2 separate regions of the Mus musculus genome follow, and region 1 is linked to region 2. Evidence: chromatin contacts called from public Hi-C data. All regions are on one chromosome and are shown on one strand. Each heading gives the region's core, a stretch centred on a gene start, on an enhancer-like site or on the middle of the called end of the contact. The rest is flanking DNA. Distances are from core to core; before and after follow the strand shown. Region 1 overlaps Nbea (neurobeachin). Region 2 has its middle 21 kb from the start of Gm43549.

Region 1 (6,117 bases), core at 2,123-4,622, 140 kb before region 2:
AGCAGCATCCAGGTGACAGCCCACTGAGGGAGTATGCACTGTCACAAGGAAAAGGAATGGAAGGAGTAATCTAATCAGCTTGAAATTGCTTTGGTGACCGTTAGGTGCCGACTGTTCCATCCGCACAGTCAATGGGCATAATACTAGCTCAGTGAGAAGCCGTGTCACGCTGGACTGTGGGTGAGGTGATTGAGACACTGCTTGCGTGAGCACTGGGGATGAACATCCCTAGACAGTAACTGGCAGTGGAGATTGGGAAGGGAAGACTCACCAGTGGTGGTACCTAGGTAGGGAGGGGCAGGATAAGTATGAGAGCTGGGGCATTTGCCATGGAACATCCAGGAATGGTCCTCTCCTTCTCCCTCTCCCCCTCTCCCCCTCTCCTCCTCTCCCTTCTCCCCTTCCTTCTCTCCTCCTCTGCCCCCTCCTCCCTCTCCCCCTTTCCTTCTCTCCCTTCTCCCATCCCCCCTCTCCTCCTCTCCCTTTCTTCTCCCTCTTCCTCTCCCTCTCTCCTCCTCTCCCTCCCTTCTCCATCTCTTCCTCTCCCTCTTCCCCTCCCCCCCATCAGCTCTAGGAATTGATTGTTCATCTCCCTTTTCCAGTGCTATTATATGTTATCATTACCTCAGCTTTCTGTGGCGGTTATGGTCATTTCTTTTCTGGGGAAAGACCACAACCCTCTACTTTCTTCCATCTCATCTCTTTGATAACTCCATAGAAAGTTTCTGAGTGTTTGTTTTGCTCCAGTTAGTTTTTTCCATTGTGGGATGTCACAAACCAGCTTTTCTGGTAAACATTTTCCAGGTAAGGAAGCTCAAGTTAAGGGGAAAGCCTTTTGTTCATTCCTCACGATCTGTGCTTTGTCCCTAGAGAAGAAATGACCGCATGGGCTTTCATTGTTCTCCTTGTGGGACGGGAATTGCTACTCTCATTTTTCTAGAGCAAGCCTTAAACATCTTATGTTTCTCAGAGTACAGAGTTCATAGCGGGTCCGGAAGACTCACCCTGCACTTAGGTTGCCTTTTCTTGAAATAATAAGGCTTCTTTTGGACTTGCTTCCTTGAGATTCCTGAGAAGTTTAGAAGAAGTCCAGAGGCACTCACTGTACTGTGGGTGTGGACCCCACTGGATTAAGATACCACAGGCAGGCGAGGAATTAAGAGAGAAGTCATCAGGGACATGAGGATGCACTAAGAGTTACCTTGTAGAGAGGTGCTTGCCTTTGGGGCAGGGGAGAGGTGTTGATGTTATAAATGATGAATCAGTTTCTACTATACTGGTGTAAGTTTCCCAGAAGCCTTGTTAGCTGATAGATAGCAATCACCTGGTAAGTGTAAGACTTCCTCCCCAGCAGCGCTCTAGCTCTTCCTTTAGATTTATCTGTTTTGTCTTTTCACAGAACTAGAATTTAGACTTCTCCATTTTCATTCACTAAGGTTTGTGCTTTTGTTTAGCTGCATTTTCTTCTCTTTTCTGTTTTTTGTTATGTTCCTTTTGACTTTAGTATTTCACTTGTGTTACATTGATATATTTGTCTTATTATAGTTGAAATATTCAAAACCAAGAGTTTGTATTAGCATTTTACTTTTATCATTCTTTACTTAGACATATCACTTTTAAAGCTATCTTGTTATGTTTTGCCTCAGAGAGTGACTTGACTCCAGTTGAATCCAAAGGCTGGAGAGTCTTTGATGCCAAAATCTTTCTTTGGAACCCTAGAAAGGGTAAAATATGGAGCCTGACTCTGCTCCTCATTTCTGGATCCTATACCTCACTGCCTAGGCCACATGGAACCCACAAGGAAGAGCTATGTTGTAGACTTGAGAAAGAGAAAAGATCTTTTATATGGGTTCAGTGGTCAGCTCATCTTTGAGCAGCAAGGTCTGGTTGAGGAAAGGGGGTTAAAGAGACTCCTCAGCACCCTCTCCTCCTCCTTGCTCACTTTCATCTGCTCCCATAAGTACCAGCATTTACCTAGCACCCAAGCCTATTACATGCAATTGCTTAAAACATGAACTTTGCCATAGTGCCTTGTTATTCAGAAATTTGACTGTTTATCAAGGTATGCATTATATGTCTGCAGAGGTTGGGAGCAAACACTATATTATGAAATGAATTTGAAACCCAGGCAGTTAATTTGCTTATCTGTATCTGTTCCTGTAATAATTTAGAAAAATTTAGTAGTGATGCTATGCTTAGAACCACTAACGTCTAACGTCGTTCCTGGGAAAAGGCTGAGATATTGGGAAACATTTTCATAAGCCCTTTAATGAAAATTTCATTGTAACTACTTCTAAGAGCTTAATGAAAATCGGAAAAGTTAGTAAATTACATGTATTTTTTGAAGAAGAAATAATTAACTGAGAAAACTTGTCCATATCTCTGGGGAAATGTTCTCTATATAATGTCTAAGGTAGGATAATTGTTGTCACAGTCCATCAGTAGTTTTCTAACAAACTCATAAACAGAGTTCACTGCTTAGTTGTCCCGTGCAAGATTGGTGCCTGGTAAAGGCTGTTCTCTACTCCCTAAATGTCATCTCCTTCTGCGTCCCCCGTATTTGGAGGAAAAGTGGAGTCCTCATGTCTCTTTTCTATGGAGTAGAGTTCTGTTCTCGAACGTGCAGCCACCAATCACCACCTCCTAATGAGGAGGCAGGTTTCAGTGTGTGCTACGGGAGAACTAGAGCGTTTAGACTGGACCTTTCTCCTCGGCTCAGCTTTGTCAGCCTTCCGAGGCTCTGTGCCTTTGATGAGGCAAATGAGGAGCTACCTATCCTTTCTTCCTTCCAGTAAAATAGGATAAAAGTTACTGCCTCACTTTTCAGATGGTGACTGTATGTGAATAGAAAAAAAGTCAGGTAAAAGTAACCAACAACATATTATCAACTACCCAATTTGAGCACACCCAAAATTTTTTCACATTGACTTTTTTTAAAGAATGAAATCTTATGAATACAAATGGTATCTTACCTTGGTTCTACTCTGATCTCTCTTTCTCTAGAAAGTTCTTAGGGGCGCATTATACAATTTTATCATGTTCAATTTAGACTTTATATTCAATTTTCCACTTCTCACAAATCCCAGAATATGCACATTCATTATGATGACTTTATCCATGTGCACATATCTGTTATGTGTGATCATGTCCTGTACACATGCATGTTAGACATGTGTGGAGGATGGGGTCGATTTTGCTGCCTTCCTTTATTGCTCTCCACCTTGTGTTTCCAGACAACCCAAAGCTGTTTGGTTGGCTAGATTGGCTACCCAGCAATCCTCAGAAATCCACCATCAGCATCTCCTCAGCGCTGAGGCTTCAGGCTGGTGCAGCTATACTTGGCTTCTGTGTGGTTACTGGGAACCCATACTCAAGTCTGAATGCTTTTGCAGCATCCACCGTACCCACTGAGCCATCTGCTCAGACTCTAGGGTGATCCCCAGCATCGGAGCAGGCCATTTACATGGTCTTCCAAAAATCTTGAAGTGAAGGCGCAACCACCCTGCTTGCCTTTTGTTTTCTTTCTAAGATTTAGTTGATGGCAAGCAAAACCAAAGCCCACCCTGCATCCCCAGTGTGAGCTCATTCACTCAGCATGTTTATTTTAATCATTTCTCAAAATGGATAAAGACCAGAAGCAATTTCATAACTTGATTAAAGCTTCTGTGCTGAGCAGATCTCAGTGACAAACATGGATATTTACCATATTGGAAATAAGGTTAATACTTTAAAACAAGGTTGACAAGAGAAAAATTGTCTTAGTTTGCAAAAAGGATATTTGTTTCTTTAAGTGAAAATTGGGGTCAGTAGGTCAGAGCTCTCCATGCTCCTACATGACTGAAATGAATTAAATAATGCTGCAGAAAAGCCACACTGAGCAAGCTAATGACAAAATTATACATTGATGCTCGAATAAAATCATCATACACTGGAAACACTTGGTATAAGGAAATATGAAATGTTCACCTTCATCACCTCAGTACGGAAGTCAAGTCCCAGTCCTCCTGTGCTCATGGTCACGGCCACCACAGATCACGCCCAGGAAGCAGCTGTTCACCTCTATTTCCTTCTCTCTACACACTGATTTCCATGTGATAAGAATTATTGTTTCATTTCAAAATACTCCACAGCACTTACTGCTGTCTGGGGTAGATATTCTTCTGTAATCCCAATTTGGAGTTGGGATCACCTCTAGATCCACCATCTACACTACAGCCGCCCTTTGAGGCTGACTTGGTTACCCCCACTTTATAGGTAGAAAATGATCAAACACATGGCTGAGCTGACAGTGCTTGTGAGTGACAGTCACTGGGTGACAACTCCATGTCTGTACTGGTGATATTTCAAGAGTGTCACTAACTAATGCTTGGTTTAGTGTGGGCTTTTGAAATGCAGTGAAAATGTGAGTTGGCAACTATTTTTCATAATCAGAATAAAAAGGTCTCCACAACATAGATATGCTTAGAGCATTGTATTTGACACTTTGGGATTTGATGACAGCACCAGAAGTTACCCTATGGAAATGGTTTTGTCAGCAAAAACGCTAAATTGTATGTGACACACCTTATTCCATTTGTTTGTACGAGAGCACACACAAGTTATGGCCAGCTTTGGACATGTGACCATAGTAGAGCTGTACAATGTCCACAGGATGCTGAGATAGAAAGTTGTCTAGTTGAAATGAGGTCTTCATCCAGTCCCTGGTAAAGGTGGTCCAGCTTGTGGTGTCCTTGTTCATAATGACACTTTTCCCCAACAGCACCAAAGCAAGGCATTTCTCACAGTCTTGTGTAAATTCTAGTTTTATCTCATTACTCTCTTCATCTGTGAGGATAAAATCAGCCTTGAAAGCTTTGTTTTGAAGACATGCAATTTGAGTGTCAATAAACTGAACTGAAAATAGAGTTGACTTTCTGAGGTGATGTGTCTGGTGCATTGGAGGAGACCAGGATGGTTTGAAATTCCTTTTTTTCTGTGCCCACATTCTCCATGTGATAATTTATTTCTTTTTCTATGGTACGGCTTTTTCTTTTGCATTATTATAAAGTAACATTCATTGGGCCTGTTAGTGGACGCTTTTAATTACTGTGCAAAACTGAGGGTAATCGAAACAAAAGCATTGTTTTCAATCCTAGTTTTTTTTCCTCAAGTCCATCCTGTCAAGCTGAAAGCATGAAAGTTATTTTCTGGTGATGTGATTAGATTGGGGCTGAACTCTCCAGCTGGCAGGCCTGTCTATGACTGGCGGCAGCCTGTCCCCAGTGCTTGTCATTTCCTGACATGCCTGACAGGATGGGGACAGCCGCCCCAGATAGGTTCATTAGATGGTGTTTTCTACAGCTGGGCAAATAAATAAATAAATAAATAAATACCCTGTGCTTTGTCAGGACCCAAGCTATAGAACCTTTCTTGTTGGTGTAAACCAGGGCTTGTTTTGACAAATTTAGATTTTCTGACACATCCTTGTTTCTTTCCCCCTTGGCCTGCACTGTGCTTTCTGCCTTGTTGAAGCTTCACAATCCTCACACACCTTCCCAGGAGAAAACGACCTACAGTTATGGAGGGTCTACCACACGAAAAATAGTGTACCACACCATAAAATAGCAGTGGCTGGTCAATTTCCATGGTGACTCCACAGGGGGAAGAGAAGAGTCTTAGTAGTGCAGTAAGCCAATTATAGGAAAGCTTAGAGTTTCCACAGAGCCAGCAACAGTCTACAGACATGAGAATGTCCGATCACTACTAGCCATATACACCGCAGAGCACAACCTTCTTTAGAACTGCCAGGCACTTGAGCTGTCTTCAGCGCTAGGCTAGGAGGAAGCTGACAGTGTTCTTCCTGGGCTGATAGGTTTTTGTGTGAGAAGAGAAATTAGCAAGGATTATAGAACACCTACCTGGTCATTAAAACCAGAAATAAATTCCAAGTCCAAATTTGGAAATCTATTTCTGTGTCAGGGGTGGGACCCATTACTGTTCATTAGATTTGACCAAATCCAGCATGATTTTAAAACATAGGAGTATGACAGTAATGGTTTACTATCTTCACCACACACTTATCCATTTTAAATGGCAGATTTGGAAAAGAAAAGGATTGTTCTCTGTAGGTCATACCTG
Region 2 (6,549 bases), core at 3,931-6,430:
CCGAATCCAAGAACACATTAAAGCAATCATCCATCCTGACCAAGTAGGTTTTATTCCAGGGATGCAGGGATGGTTTAATATACGAAAATCCATCAATGTAATCCATTATATAAACAAACTCAAAGACAAAAACCACATGATCATCTCGTTAGATGCAGAAAAAGCATTTGACAAGATCCAACACCCATTCATGATAAAAGTTCTGGAAAGATCAGGAATTCAAGGCCAATACCTAAACATGATAAAAGCAATCTACAGCAAACCAGTAGCCAACATCAAAGTAAATGGAGAGAAGCTGGAAGCAATCCCACTAAAATCAGGGACTAGACAAGGCTGCCCACTTTCTCCCTACCTTTTCAACATAGTACTTGAAGTATTAGCCAGAGCAATTCGACAACAAAAGGAGATCAAGGGGATACAAATTGGAAAAGAGGAAGTCAAAATATCACTTTTTGCAGATGATATGATAGTATATATAAGTGACCCTAAAAATTCCAACAGAGAACTCCTAAACCTGATAAACAGCTTCGGTGAAGTAGCTGGATATAAAATTAACTCAAACAAGTCAATGGCCTTTCTCTACACAAAGAATAAACAGGCTGAGAAAGAAATTAGGGAAACAACACCCTTCTCAATAGCCACAAATAATATAAAATATCTCGGCGTGACTCTAACGAAGGAAGTGAAAGATCTGTATGATAAAAACTTCAAGTCCCTGAAGAAAGAAATTAAAGAAGATCTCAGAAGATGGAAAGATCTCCCATGCTCATGGATTGGCAGGACCAACATTGTAAAAATGGCTATCTTGCCAAAAGCAATCTACAGATTCAATGCAATCCCCATTAAAATTCCAACTCAATTCTTCAACGAATTAGAAGGAGCAATTTGCAAATTCATCTGGAATAACAAAAAACCGAGGATAGCAAAAACTCTTCTCAAGGATAAAAGAACCTCTGGTGGAATCACCATGCCTGACCTAAAGCTTTACTACAGAGCAATTGTGATAAAAACTGCATGGTACTGGTATAGAGACAGACAAGTGGACCAATGGAATAGAATTGAAGACCCAGAAATGAACCCACACACCTATGGTCACTTGATCTTCGACAAGGGAGCCAAAACCATCCAGTGGAAGAAAGACAGCATTTTCAACAATTGGTGCTGGTACAACTGGTTGTTATCATGTAGAAGAATGCGAATCGATCCATACTTATCTCCTTGTACTAAGGTCAAATCTAAGTGGATCAAGGAACTTCACATAAAACCAGAGACACTGAAACTTATAGAGGAGAAAGTGGGGAAAAGCCTTGAAGATATGGGCACAGGGGAAAAATTCCTGAACAGAACAGCAATGGCTTGTGCTGTAAGATCGAGAATTGACAAATGGGACCTAATGAAACTCCAAAGTTTCTGCAAGGCAAAAGACACTGTCTATAAGACAAAAAGACCACCAACAGACTGGGAAAGGATCTTTACCTATCCTAAATCAGATAGGGGACTAATATCCAACATATATAAAGAACTCAAGAAGGTGGACCTCAGAAAATCAAATAACCCCCTTAAAAAATGGGGCTCAGAACTGAACAAAGAATTCTCACCTGAGGAATACCGAATGGCAGAGAAGCACCTGAAAAAATGTTCAACATCCTTAATCATCAGGGAAATGCAAATCAAAACAACCCTGAGATTCCACCTCACACCAGTGAGAATGGCTAAGATCAAAAATTCAGGTGACAGCAGATGCTGGCGAGGATGTGGAGAAAGAGGAACACTCCTCCATTGTTGGTGGGATTGCAGGCTTGTACAACCACTCTGGAAATCAGTCTGGCGGTTCCTCAGAAAATTGGACATAGTACTACCGGAGGATCCAGCAATACCTCTCCTGGGCATATATCCAGAAGAAGCCCCAACTGGTAAGAAGGACACATGCTCCACTATGTTCATAGCAGCCTTATTTATAATAGCCAGAAACTGGAAAGAACCCAGATGCCCCTCAACAGAGGAATGGATACAGAAAATGTGGTACATCTACACAATGGAGTACTACTCAGCTATTAAAAAGAATGAATTTATGAAATTCCTAGCCAAATGGATGGACCTGGAGAGCATCATCCTGAGTGAGGTAACACAATCACAAAGGAACTCACACAATATGTACTCACTGATAAGTGGATACTAGCCCAAAACCTAGGATACCCACGATATAAGATACAATTTCCTAAACACATGAAACTCAAGAAAAATGAAGACTGAAGTGTGGACACTATGCCCCTCCTTAGAAGTGGGAACAAAACACCCATGGAAGGAGTTACAGAAACAAAGTTTGGAGCTGAGATGAAAGGATGGACCATGTAGAGACTGCCATATCCAGGGATCCACCCCATAATCAGCATCCAAACGCTGACACCATTACATATACTAGCAAGATTTTATCGAAAGGACCCAGATGTAGCTGTCTCTTGTGAGACTATGCCGGGGCCTAGCAAACACAGAAGTGGATGCTCACAGTCAGCTAATGGATGGATCACAGGGCTCCCAATGGAGGAGCTAGAGAAAGTACCCAAGGAGCTAAAGGGATCTTCAACCCTATAGGTGGAACAACATTATGAACTAACCAGTACCCCTGAGCTCTTGACTCTAGCTGCATATGTATCAAAAGATGGCCTAGTCGGCCATCACTGGAAAGAGAGGCCCATTGGACACGCAGACTTTGTGTGCCCCGGTACAGGGGAACGCCAGGGCCAAAGGGGGGGAGTGGGTGGGTAGGGGAGTGGGGGTGGGTGGGTAAGGGGGACTTTTGGTATAGCATTGGAAATGTAAATGAGCTAAATACCTAATAAAAAATGGAAAAAAAAAATGCCATTAGGAAAACAAAAAAAAAAAAAAAAAAAGAAAGGTGCTTTATATTTCTCCACACTGGCCTGGTCTGAATATAAACTGGAGGATGAAAAGCAGTCTTATTGGGAAATATCATGTGGAAAGTCTTCAGAGCTGTGAGCAGATCCTGGCATAGGTTAAGAAATTAGATGTGCCAATTTCTCGCTGGGTCAAATGCTGTCAATAAAGGAAACATTCACAAGGTGGCTCCCAGAGGCAGCAGAGGAATGGACATAGCAGAAGCTATTCCACTGTTGCTTGCTCAAGAGAACAAGAAGGGTTAAGCTCTGGGGTTCTGAAGTCACACTGCCTGCTGTGACCACCTGGGCCATTTCTCATTTTAAGATCTTGGTTAAGAAGGAATGATGGCATCTGCCTCCCCTGCTCCATTGCTACTTTTCACCCCAGGTACCACTTTCTTGGCCTGTCCCTGGCCTGGTCCCCACAGGTAGGGGACCTCTGGACATTGCAGGATACTGTTACCCTAGCAACCAAGAATGTCCTTGTAGATGCCCACTCTTCCCCATAGACCATTCTGTGTTGGCTAGTTTTGTGTCAACTTGACACAAACTAGAATCATTTGAGAAGAGGGAGACTCAGTTGAGGAAACACCCCCACCAGATTGGCCTGTGATGCCATGACAACCTGGCTTTACCCCTTCCCAGGCAGGGCTGGAATTATTTTCCTTCTGACCACCTCTTGTCCTCTCTGCTCTCCGATTTCCCCATCTGCCTTCCTCTCTCTTACCATGTTTGTTATTGGGGGCGGGGGCGCAACGGGGCCACATGTAACTTCAAAGAGCAGCAAGAGGCTTCTGTTTCAAAACTTCAGAGGCCTCTGTGCTAGGGTAGTTTCGTCCCTCTGGCTCCATTGAGCTTTGGGAATGGGGGTAGGGGTGGGGGCGTTAAGATGAGGTACTGTGTGTGGAAATCTGGAATGACTCTGGACTAATGGGGCTGCATGAGTCTTCCCGCTCTGTAGATGAACTGGAGTCAAGATTTGTAAAGCAATGTGGGACTGAGATCTGGCACAAAAAGTACTGCCCCCACCATAAAGGGATGGGATTGGGCCAGTGCTTGTGAAACCAAGGGACTGCAGGGCTTTCTGGCTCAGGTGTGTTCTGAAACTTTGAAACCATTGGCCAGCCGATGTCCGTTTCACCTTACAGCCAAACCTACAAGAGCAGCCTCCACCACTCAGCAGTAGACAGCGAGCACATACCCTCCCATCTGCTGTAGCAGAGCTCATTCTACTTCACCTTATACTCCCCCCCCCATCCCCATTTAAGTACATTCTCCCGCCCTGTTTAATAGTGAAACCCGTTTTAGCCTTCACAGCTCCAATGCCATGGAGCCATCTGGAAGGCGAAGCTTGATGTCGGTAGAGCCTCTTGCCTCCTCAGCTCTATCACCGGCTGCACATCTTGAACGAGAGCCACGGGATAGTTAGAACACTCTGCTAGTGACTAGCATGAAGTGGGCTAGCCACTTTACAGATGCATCGAGAGTGGGAGACTGTGAAAATAAAATGCCTGGCCTGCAATCGAAGGTCAGTTAAATGCTTGACTTTGTCTTCTCTGTCCTCAGATTCACACAGGTGGCTGTGCTGGGATCGTGGGAGGGCATCAGAGGAATGACAACTAGAGACATCCATGCAGATCCTTGTCATCTCTGATGCTTCCAAGATCTACAGCTCCTCCCTGCACGTGGGGAAGCTGAGGGACACCCTAGCATGGGTGTCGCTGAAACATGAAGTCCCCCTGGCTGGTTCCTCCAGGTTACGCAGGATCACCACATCATGAAATGATTTTCCTCCCCTCTGTATTTCCTTTTGTCCCCCTTTGCTTCTGAGACAAATGGAAAAATAATTCGATCTCCTTGATTCTGTTCACCCCTGATATTCTCCCCCTTCACACCGAGCACCACCCCTTGATAAACGAGAACACATGTGTTGGAATCTATCCTCCACTCGCCGGACTCAATCCTCCTCCTCCTCCTCCTCCTCCTCCTCCTCCTCCTCCTCCTCTTCCTCCTCCTCTTCCACCACTGGGTGAGTATGGGGTGGGTTCCATTCAAAAATTCTTAATTAAATTTATCACAAGAGGAAGAACATTGCTTTTCTGTAAAACTTTTTTTTTGGGGGGGGGGTAGTCCCCTATCACTCTAATTTAGAGCTACAGCAGTGCCCTTTAATCTAAATGTTTCCTTTCTCCAGCTCCAAGTTCTCTGGCGGGGTGGGGGTGTGGGGTATGCAGCAGGCTCAACAGAGCTTCTTTTGCCAAGTCAGTGCTGACTCATCAGGGTGGGAGCCAAAGGGTGACACATGCATATTTGGAGCATTACCCTATGTGAAGATCTCATCCAGGCCTGACCTAGGCCCTTCTGCTTCCTGATAGATTCATATGTGGACACCTTCCCTTTAAAAACTGGTCCTCTGTCTAGTTCCTTCATGCGAAGACTGCATTGACCAAAAATGACATTTCAAATGTTTGAATGTGAGTTTGTCATTGGTCTTTACTGTCTTGGTTTCTGGACAAAGAAACTTAACTCTTTAGAGAGCAACCCACACTGACAAGCTCTGCAGAAAGTCCACCTTTGTTCTGAGCATCCCCTGTAGCTGGCATCTGAAGCAGGATGCCTCCTTGAACGGAAAGGCATACCCCAGAATCCCTATAAACATCCTTACACTTCAACCCAAGGAAAACCGCCTGAAAGGAGAGCTACACTAGGCCCTTGCTGCCAGGCGACCCTCTGTTTATGTGGTCTTTGTTTATGTATGCCCAAGCTGATAAAAATCTCTACTTAACAGATGCACTCAAGCACCTCAGAAACTCATTTTCTTTCTATCGCAAGAGCTTTCCGGGAAGAAATGAAAGGAGAGGAGAGTGGGGTTGGCTGGCGTCCATCGTGTGGCCGTTTATTGTCATGGAATGTTGCAGAAGACGGCTCCTGCTAGTTCGTTTTGATTTCCGTGTGTAAATCTGCTCTCACCTAAAGCTTGACCACATGACGGTGCAGACACACATTAAACTGATTATTTCAGTCTGAGCCGTGTGTAGACAGCACACTCTAAATTGCACATAAAAATGTTCTCCTAAGCTATACCACCTGCCTGCACAAAGATCATTTTCTTTCATAAAGACAGACTCTAATATGTCTCTGAGATGCTGGCCTCCGGGCTCATGAAGACTGTCTCTCTGCAGGAACTGGTTTTGGGCTATGGCTTCTCTGGGCCTCCTGGTCTCCTTTCCAAAGAGGCAGGAATGCTGTTTGGCACGCGGGTGCCTTGGCCTATTGCTCAGAAGATTATCCATCTCATTCCCTCCCGTCAAAATGCTATCATACAGGAGGGTGTGTGGGTAATTGAAAAGCCTGGAAGAGTGTGACATAGAGAAGCAAGATGCATTGGGGGGGGGGGGCGGGGGACAACACAAGCCATCAAAGCCCATGAAAGATGAAAGGTCACATAATGTAAATGGGTGAAAAACATTGAACCAAAAGTAACTGGAAAAAGAGAGAGAGAGAGAGAGAGAGAGAGAGAGAGAGAGAGAGAGAGAGAGAGAGAGAGAGAGGAGAGAGAGAAAGAGAGAGAGAAAGAAAAGAGAAAGAGGGAAAGGAAAGAAAGAAAGAGGGAAAGGAAAGGAGAGGAGAGGGGAGGGGAGGGGAGAGGAGG

Evidence for each region. Hi-C and Micro-C count contacts between places; a contact is called where the count stands out from the background.
Region 1: a contact with region 2 is called in a Hi-C map of the N1E-115 cell line, with 1.9 times the contacts expected there. The contact joins two enhancer-like sites.

The regions. Positions count from the first base shown.
Region 1 is chr3:55,742,001-55,748,117 of GRCm38.p6, reverse strand. The region is part of intron 41 of Nbea (neurobeachin); the gene reads left to right. Among named protein-coding and RNA genes, the nearest start is that of Mab21l1, 37 kb to the left of the region's middle. Within about 2 kb of position 3,372, at least 27 of the 459 cell types and tissues checked have an H3K27ac peak or open chromatin away from gene starts, as enhancers often do. A contact at or near this core is called in the N1E-115 cell line, where this site is marked.
Region 2 is chr3:55,599,117-55,605,665 of GRCm38.p6, reverse strand. No RefSeq gene overlaps it. Among named protein-coding and RNA genes, the nearest start is that of Gm43549, 21 kb to the right of the region's middle. Within about 2 kb of position 5,180, at least 103 of the 459 cell types and tissues checked have an H3K27ac peak or open chromatin away from gene starts, as enhancers often do. A contact at or near this core is called in the N1E-115 cell line, where this site is marked.